Regions from separate parts of the Muntiacus reevesi genome. Here region 1 is linked to region 2. Evidence: chromatin contacts called from public Hi-C data. All regions are on one chromosome and are shown on one strand. Each heading gives the region's core, a stretch centred on a gene start, on an enhancer-like site or on the middle of the called end of the contact. The rest is flanking DNA. Distances are from core to core; before and after follow the strand shown.

What was found. A called contact is a pair of places that touch in the nucleus more often than the background predicts.
Region 1: a contact with region 2 is called in a Hi-C map of muscle, with 3 times the contacts expected there. The contact joins the promoter of POGZ here to the promoter of SNX27 in region 2. A contact is called at or near these places in 2 of 3 Hi-C or Micro-C datasets (blood and muscle).

Annotation. Positions count from the first base shown.
Region 1 is chr1:81,882,287-81,886,453 of mMunRee1.1, reverse strand. POGZ (pogo transposable element derived with ZNF domain) reads right to left here and starts at 2,131. Exons shown (of 18, transcript XM_065904242.1): 1 at 2,036-2,131.
Region 2 is chr1:81,735,190-81,739,025 of mMunRee1.1, reverse strand. It overlaps SNX27 (sorting nexin 27), which reads left to right and starts at 1,376. Exons shown (of 12, transcript XM_065904117.1): 1 at 1,376-1,855. The coding sequence starts at 1,545.

The sequences.
Region 1 (4,167 bases), core at 882-3,381, 150 kb before region 2:
GGCAGTATCAGTGGTTTTTACACACTTCCCATTTGGTCACGGATTCTTACAAATTAAAAATACCTGTACTGAAGCGTTGAAGTTTAATGATTATTGTTACTGCTTCATCAAAGACATTCTCAAATAAGCATGGTAGTTGTTGCCCACAGTAGTTTTATTAAGTGTTGCCTTTGGACCATCAGTGCAAATGCCAGTGAAAAAGCTAACCAGGGTCTCAGTATTATTTTGAAAACAGTTACCACCTTGTAGCTCTCCTGAGAGGGCCTGAGGGGAACCCCAGGAATTAGTAGGCCACATTTTGGGAACTGCTTTTCCAGATTTACCACTGGTACAAGGTGGGGTGGACACAAAATCATGTTCATCCAAGAGACTCTATTCTGTTAGTTCCTTTAGCTTGAAATACTTCAGCATAGCTGGTACGTTATAACCGTAATATAGAAAGGGGAGGAAATCAAGGGCATAGATTGCCACTTAATTGTTTGAAGATAATAGTTTGGGCACCTTTATACTAGAACCATAACTGTTAATACGGTGGTTACCTTAATCAGTTTCAGCTGAAGGACTGAAGATTAAAAAAGTACAGACGATACACCCACCTCAGCATCCCATCCAAATATGCTTGTAGCTGAGGTATCCCGCAAACAGCACTTTTAGCGACCTGCAAGGTACTTTTTATGCATTCTGAAGTTAAGACCGATTGTGCTAAGTAGTTCGAACTCAGAATCCAAATTCCAGAGCCAAAAGCAACGGGTCTCATAATTCAACGTCGTTTGCCAAGCAGCAGCCCTCCGCCCCCGCCGTTTCCCTTCATCTAGATGGAAAAATTCCTTTGAAAGTAAAATTGCACGTCTCTGGGGTTTTGCGCGGAGGTGGGAGGTGTCTAAAGGAGTGTAGAGGGCTGGGCCATAGTATGCAATAGAATGAAGGCTATTCCGAGATGGGACACCTGTATCTCAGTTTCCATCTCTAAAAAGAAGTTTGGATTAAATGTCTTATAAGACTCTTTCCAGCTCTACCTTTTTCTGAGTCGAAAATATCCTAGACAAGCAGAGAAACGTCCTGTATTATTAACAGTTTGAAGGAATCCCGCGTCTGACGAGAGAGAAAGCAGGACAACTTGCGAAAGCAGAAGAAGCAGGTGGATCAACGATATCCCTCCTTTTCAGAAGGTGCTAAGAAGCTAGAGAAAATAGTCCCTGGGATAAACATGGCGCCCACCGCGGCAGGATATAACCATACAAAAATAAGCTTTTTCCGCCCCATCCCATTTTATAAATCACGGCGCCATCCCGAAGAAATTTTAGAGCCAGGGGAGGAGACTTTGTAAACTAACTGCAGCGCACTAAGGCTTCGGATGTACTATAGGCGGGATTACATAACACAAGGGAGCGGCTAGGCAATCACTCATTTTCCTCCCCGCGCTCAAAAAGAGCGCCCCACTAGTTCCCCGGCGGGGGTGGCGGGGGTGGCGGGGGAGGGCCGAGCACCACCCCCACCCCCGGGGGACGTCGGCCCGCCGGCCTCCCCGGCGCGGCCTCGCCCCCTCGCCCGCCCCTCCCGCCGCGCCTCGCCGTCTCGCCACCGCCCGCGCCTCCGCCCCTTCCCCAGCGGGCCGCCGCCCGCACCCGCGCCCGCCCACTCCTCCGAGACGCCTCGCGCCGGGTGTGCGTGTGGACGTCGGCTGTGTGCAGGACCGTGGGGCGCGAGTGCGCGCGCGCGCCGCGGCGGGCGCCGGGGGGCGGGGGCGGCCGGCAGGCTGACAGGGGCCTCCCCGGCCCGGCCCGCCGCGCGGCTCCCGAGGCGCACGCACTCATACACGCGCCCGCGCGCCGCACCCCACGCCGGCTGCCGCCGCGGACCGCGCCGCCACTCGAGGGGGGCGGGGGCGGGCGCCACCGGGCCCCCGCCCCCACTCCTCGCGTTCCCGCCCCATCCCCCTCTCATTGTCTCGCCTCGGAACGTCTCGCCGAGCAAAAAGATAACGGAACCCCCGGGAGAGGGGGTGGGGAGTGGGAAGGCTCGCTCGCTCACTCACCTCCCGTGGTCGTCGCCGCCGGTAGTCTGACCCGAGGAAGGCGCCGTCGCCTTAAAGGGACCTTGCACCCGGCGCCGGGAGAAGGGGGTGGGAGCAGGGGAGGGGACGGGGGCTTGGGGGGGAGACGGAGAAGAGGGAACCGTTGAAATCTCGTCTCCGCGAGGGTGAAAGGAAACCTCCCTCGGGTTCGAGTGATTTGGGGTGGATTTTTTTCCCGAGGGGGGCGGGGGGGCCCCGAGGGAGGGGGGCGGGGGGGGCCAAGGAATGCGGCTCCGTGTACGGGAGCTGGCGCGGGGGAGAGAGACGCCGACTCCCCCCACCGACCCTCTCGCTCCGCGGAGGGATACGGCTCGTCACTTCCGCCCTCCCCCTTTCGTGGTTTTTCAATTGGTTGGAGTGAGTGGCACGTCATGGACTCATACTAACTCATGCCCGGGCTTCTTTTCTAGTCAAGTTTGTCTGGGCCTGCAGATAAATAAATAATTTAAAAAATGAAATGGAAAATAATTAGCTTTAGAAGCAATCTCTAAATTTTGGTGAGAACGATGGGGTTTCCAAAGAAAATACTTCCCTGCACTTCCTGGGAAAATTTTGAGAATCTCCACACTTTCCACCCAAGGCTTTTACCTAATCAAGAGGACATCATGCTATAGGCCAGATGGTGAGGCCCAATGGCACCAACGACTGTCATTGGAACAAAGGCATCAAAATGGCACTCACTGTACCTCAAGAGACATTTCAGTCAAGTAGCATTAAGTGAAGAGCTTTTAAAAGCTATTTTTACCCTAAACCTTTCTAGATTCTGGAAGCCACACGTGATTGCTTATCAAGGTGATTCATGTATGGAAACTGCTTTGAGATGAATAGACTCGTCATAGATCTTCAAAGAAACTGTAGACTCCCCAATAGCTTTTTGCTCCAATCAAGGCTGAGATGGATTGGCCCAAAGAAATTGTTTGGTCCATTCAAGATTATCCTCCTGTTATTCTTCCTCAAACAAAAATTAACCTCTTTCCCAAGTGACTTAAGAAATTTTTTCCTTTATTACCTCCTGAGGTGATAAAATTTTAGTATTTTCTTTGGATATTTGAGGATATTATTGCTCTTTAAGCAATACACAACTATTTGTTCCAAACCAAATGCTAAATCAAAGTACTTGGTGCAAGACTAGGTGGATGCAGAACCATATTTATTCCTTCTCTTGTACACACTCCAAACCACCAGACTATGAAAACAGGTAGTGGAAGGAAGCATCCCAGATTGTTCACCTGTGGACATGCATGCACCACCACCCATTTTCATCATCCCATTTCAAACCAGAAACATGTGAGTGATTTCAGCTAGTCATTCATAGGAAGAATTTTATTCTTTGAATTGTAAGAATCACTGAGCCTTCTGAAAATACTTCTGAAGCTTTTCCAGACCTGATCTGGAAAGGCCCATGGTGGGGTTATGGAATGAATCATCAAAAGACATTCTGCATGAAGCTCTAATCCTATTTTATGTTTTCTCCCCCAAATTATTATAATTCATTATAATGTCATTTGACTCTGAAATATTCTTGCTGAAAAATATTTTGCCATGCTCTTAAGGGCCAACTTATGATCTATGCCAATGAGGTCTATGCCAATGAGGTCTAACCCAGCAGATTGTACCATCTCCCATTGATCAATAACCATTAGAGTACCTTACTGAAAATGCATCTATGCATCCATTCATTTATTCAGCAAATACTTCTTGAGTACTTGCTATAGGCCAGGCACTGTTCTAGGTGCTGGGAATGCAATAACAAAGAAAACAAAATCCTTGAACTCATGAAACTTTAGTGAGGAGAGACATACAATATACATGTAAATTGTTCCAATATCTATTATAGAACAACAAATGGTTGCAAAACTTAGTGGCTTAGCACAACAGTTTTACTCTTATCCCTCACGGTTCTGGAAGTTCATTAGACTAAGCTTAAAAGTTCTCACTTGGAGTCTCATGCAGTGGCTGAGGCTGAAGTCATCTCAAAAGCTTCCTCAGAAGTTTAGAAGTTGATGATGACTGTTGGCTTGGACTGCATCTAGGGCTGTTGGTCAGAACAGTCAACAGTTGGCTTCTCCATGTGGCCTAGGCCTCCTCATATC
Region 2 (3,836 bases), core at 127-2,626:
TGCTCTTGGGGGAAACAAAATGAATTTGAAATACAGGTAACTTCAAAATCATTGTGCAATACTATGTTATCATTTATATGTGAAATCTAAGACATAAAACACAATAGTGAACATAACAAAAAAGAAACAGATTCTCAAAGAAAGAAAGAAAGAAACGCTCAGATACAGAAAACAAGCTAGTGTTACCAGTGTGGAGAGGGAAGGTAGGAGGAGCGTGATAGGGGTTGGGAATTAAGAGGTACAAACTACTGGGTATAAAATAAGTAAGTTACAAGGCTACATTGTGCAGCACTGGGAATATAGCCAATATTTTATAATAATTATAAATGGGGTATAATCTTTAAAACTTGTGAATCACTATGTTGTATCCCTGAAACTTACTTAATATTGTAAATCACTATATTTCAGTAAGAAAAAAAATGAACATTTTAAAACTAAAAAAAAAACAAACCCAAAAAACAAAATCACTACTCAATTGAAATTATTACTTGGCCACTCCAATATCCAGGTCTAAATCACTGAGACTATAGTTTCCTCTCCATAAGTTTTTACATAGATGGGGCACTCTGGGTTGAGAAGATCCCCTGGAAAAGGAGATGACAACCTGCTGCAGCATTCTTGCCTGGAAAATTCCAAGGACAGAGGAGTCTGGAGGGCTATAGCCCATGGGGCCCCCAAAAGAGTCAGACACAACAGTTCTTATGTAGTTGCAATATAAGAAAAGAATGTTGCACAAAAATAACTGGGCTTTAGTTCCTGTTACTTAATAGCTGGATGACTTTGGTTCAGTTTCCTCATATGTTAAATAAAGAAATGAATTCATGACCCAGTTGTCTCACAAGATTGTTGGAGTTCCGAAATAAAATAATGTATGTAGGGACTTCCCTGGCAGTGCAGTGGTTAAGACTTCTGCACTTCCACTGCAAGAGGCACGGGTTCCATTCCTGGTGGGGGAACTAAGATTCTGTAAGCTGGCAGGCAGGATTTGGGGGGAGAAAAAATAAAGTAATAATGATGTATGTAGCCACAAAATACTGAACAAACGAGTTATAATTTAAGACTGTGTTGAATCACAAATGTCAAATCTGTCCTATTAGAATTGTTTTTAGAAGTTATGAAATGAAAGGAAAATTAAATTTGCCCCGCACCAAAAGATGAATCTGTCACGTACATTCTAGGCCGGATTAGGGACTCCCGGTCCAACAGGATAAAACGAGCATAAAAGACGAACTACAACCCCCAGCAGGCTTTGCGTCCCGAATTGCGTCGTATAACCTCAGCTCCGGCCCGGGCCCAGCCCTCTCCCCGCCCCCACCAATCAGAAACTACATCTCCCAGGAGGCTTCACGGCATCTAACCGTCCTCTTTTCCCCCCGCCCCCTGTTTCCCCTTAACCCGCGCCGGTAGCTCCGTGGCCGACTAGGGTCCGGCGGTCGGCGGAGCGGGCGCGCGCGCCGGGGGTCGCGCGGCGGCTGAGAAGGGCGAGCACGCGCGGAGGGAGTGGAGGTGTAGCGGGGTGGGAGTACGGCTTGCTAGCTCGCAAGATGGCGGACGAGGACGGGGAAGGGATTCACCCCGCAGCCCCTCACAGGAACGGAGGTGGCGGCGGCGGTGGGGGGTCTGGGCTCCACTGCGCCGGGAACGGCGGCGGGGGAGGCGGCGGCCCGCGGGTGGTGCGCATCGTCAAGTCCGAGTCCGGCTACGGCTTCAACGTGCGGGGCCAAGTGAGCGAGGGCGGGCAACTGCGGAGCATCAACGGAGAGCTGTACGCGCCGCTGCAGCATGTGAGCGCCGTGCTGCCCGGGGGGGCAGCCGACCGGGCCGGGGTGCGCAAGGGGGACCGCATTCTGGAGGTGTGAGTATTGGGGCTGCCCGCTGTCCCACCCCGCCCCCTCCCCTCCGTCTGTCCCTGCATTTCTCCTCTAACCCTGTCACCCTCAGGCCGCACCTCCCTGCAACCCCCGAAACGACCCTCCGGTCCCCCGCCCCTCCACGGAGGTTGACCCTTTTACTTCCCCACACCCTGGGTTTCTGGGACCTCCACCTCCCTCCCTGTAATCTCCCAGCGTCCCTCCTGCTGTTACCCCTGCCCCCATTGCTTTGGCTTCTTTTCTGTCCCGCTTGCCTTCCCCCCTCGGCATGCTGCCGCCTTCTCCGCTTTCCTCTTGTTGAACCTCTTTCTGCTTCTGACTGACAGCATCTCCTTTTCTCACCCAGCCACTGTGTGTCCCCCCCTCCCCAAGTTCTCATCTTGGACATCAGTTTCTTGCGCTCTACCACTCCTTTCAGCCCCCGTAGACCGTCCCTTCTGTCCTCTAGACCAGAAGCAGGGCCTTTGGTCTGCTCCTACTTTTCTCCGAAAACAGATCCCTCCACGCCGCACTCCCATTTGCTTCCCTTAGCTACCCTCTCCTATGGTTAAGCACTCGCTGTATTTTTGTATCCTACCGTGTGTCCCCTCTTTTTGTGTATTCATACTCCAAGAACACCTTCTTCTCTGACGCTTGGGGTTCTTTTGGTTGGTGGTGGTGGTGGCGGTGGCGGCGTCGTCTTTGACACGATGGTTTGTCTTCACAGTAGTCCCTACATCACATCAGGATTTTGAATCTAGTATCTCCATCACACCTCTCTGAGAGCACCTCTGTTCTGGCCCTCGTCTTCACTCCTGCACGGTACTCATACTTCTTTTGAGTCAGAGCTTTATGGTAGAACGCTCCCTAGCTGGTACTTCCCCCGAACTACAGCCCTTTTGGGGTCTTCACCTCCCCACTTTTACAGGGCATGCCGTTTTCATTCTCTGCTGTCTTCCCTTGTTATCTCAAGCTTTATTTTTATTCTTTCTCTCCTCTGGGTTGCTTTCCTTTTCTTCTCTTTTTAGGCTCCTTCTGCTGTAGCAGCCCTTCCTCTTTCCTTGCTCCACCCCTCCCCCTTCATATTCCTTCATCCTTACTTCCTCACTGCATCCCTTAAAACTCTGGCAGGATGCTGCCCTGTTTTGCAGTTTCTTTGCAGACCTCCTCCACTTCTTTAATCCAGCTGTTGCATGTGTGTTTTTATACTTTGTATTAAAATTTATATAGTGCTTGCTGAGTGACTGGTAGATGGTGTATACGCTGTCTCCCTTCTCAGCAGTCTTCTATCTTACTGTCTTGTATATTCCTTTTTCCCCACACTTCTGTTCTTCCTTTCAGAGTTTAGATTTGCCCTCATGAATCTTTCTCTCTTTTCTTTTTTTTTTTTTGGCCTTGCTTTGCTCCTTGCAGGATCTCCATCCCCCTACCAGGGATCTAACCACCACCCCCCGCCCCGCCCAAGGCAGTGAAAGCTCAGAGTTCTAACCACTGGACCGCGAGGGAATCCCCTCTTTCTCATATTTATTTTAACTGTAATTTCCCTCACCTTTAGCCTTTCCTCTAGTAGGACAGTAGGTTTGATCAAAGTTTCAAGGGAATAGTGTTTTGAAGGACCGTTAGCGGGTCTATCCTTTCTTATTCAGCTCATGCCTCTTACCTTTATCCTTGACCTTCTTACTCTGTGGTATCCCTTCATTCTGTTTCCTCTTACCTTACACTTCAAAAAAGAGTAGCTCACCAAATTAAGTGTTTGAAGCTATTATACCTTTTCTCTGTCCTTTTTGTAAATGGATGAGTTATTTTTCTGTTAATGTCCTACAGTGTTTCTGGTTCTCTCTGGCAGTATATTAATCTTTTGAGGTTTTATTCTCAACCTTTTGTTTTATACCTGGGCACCTAATTCTTTGTTTTTTTCCTAGATAACTCAAAATCTGTGACTGACATTTCCTTTTGGTAGAAGCTCTTGGAATTGTCATTTTCCTT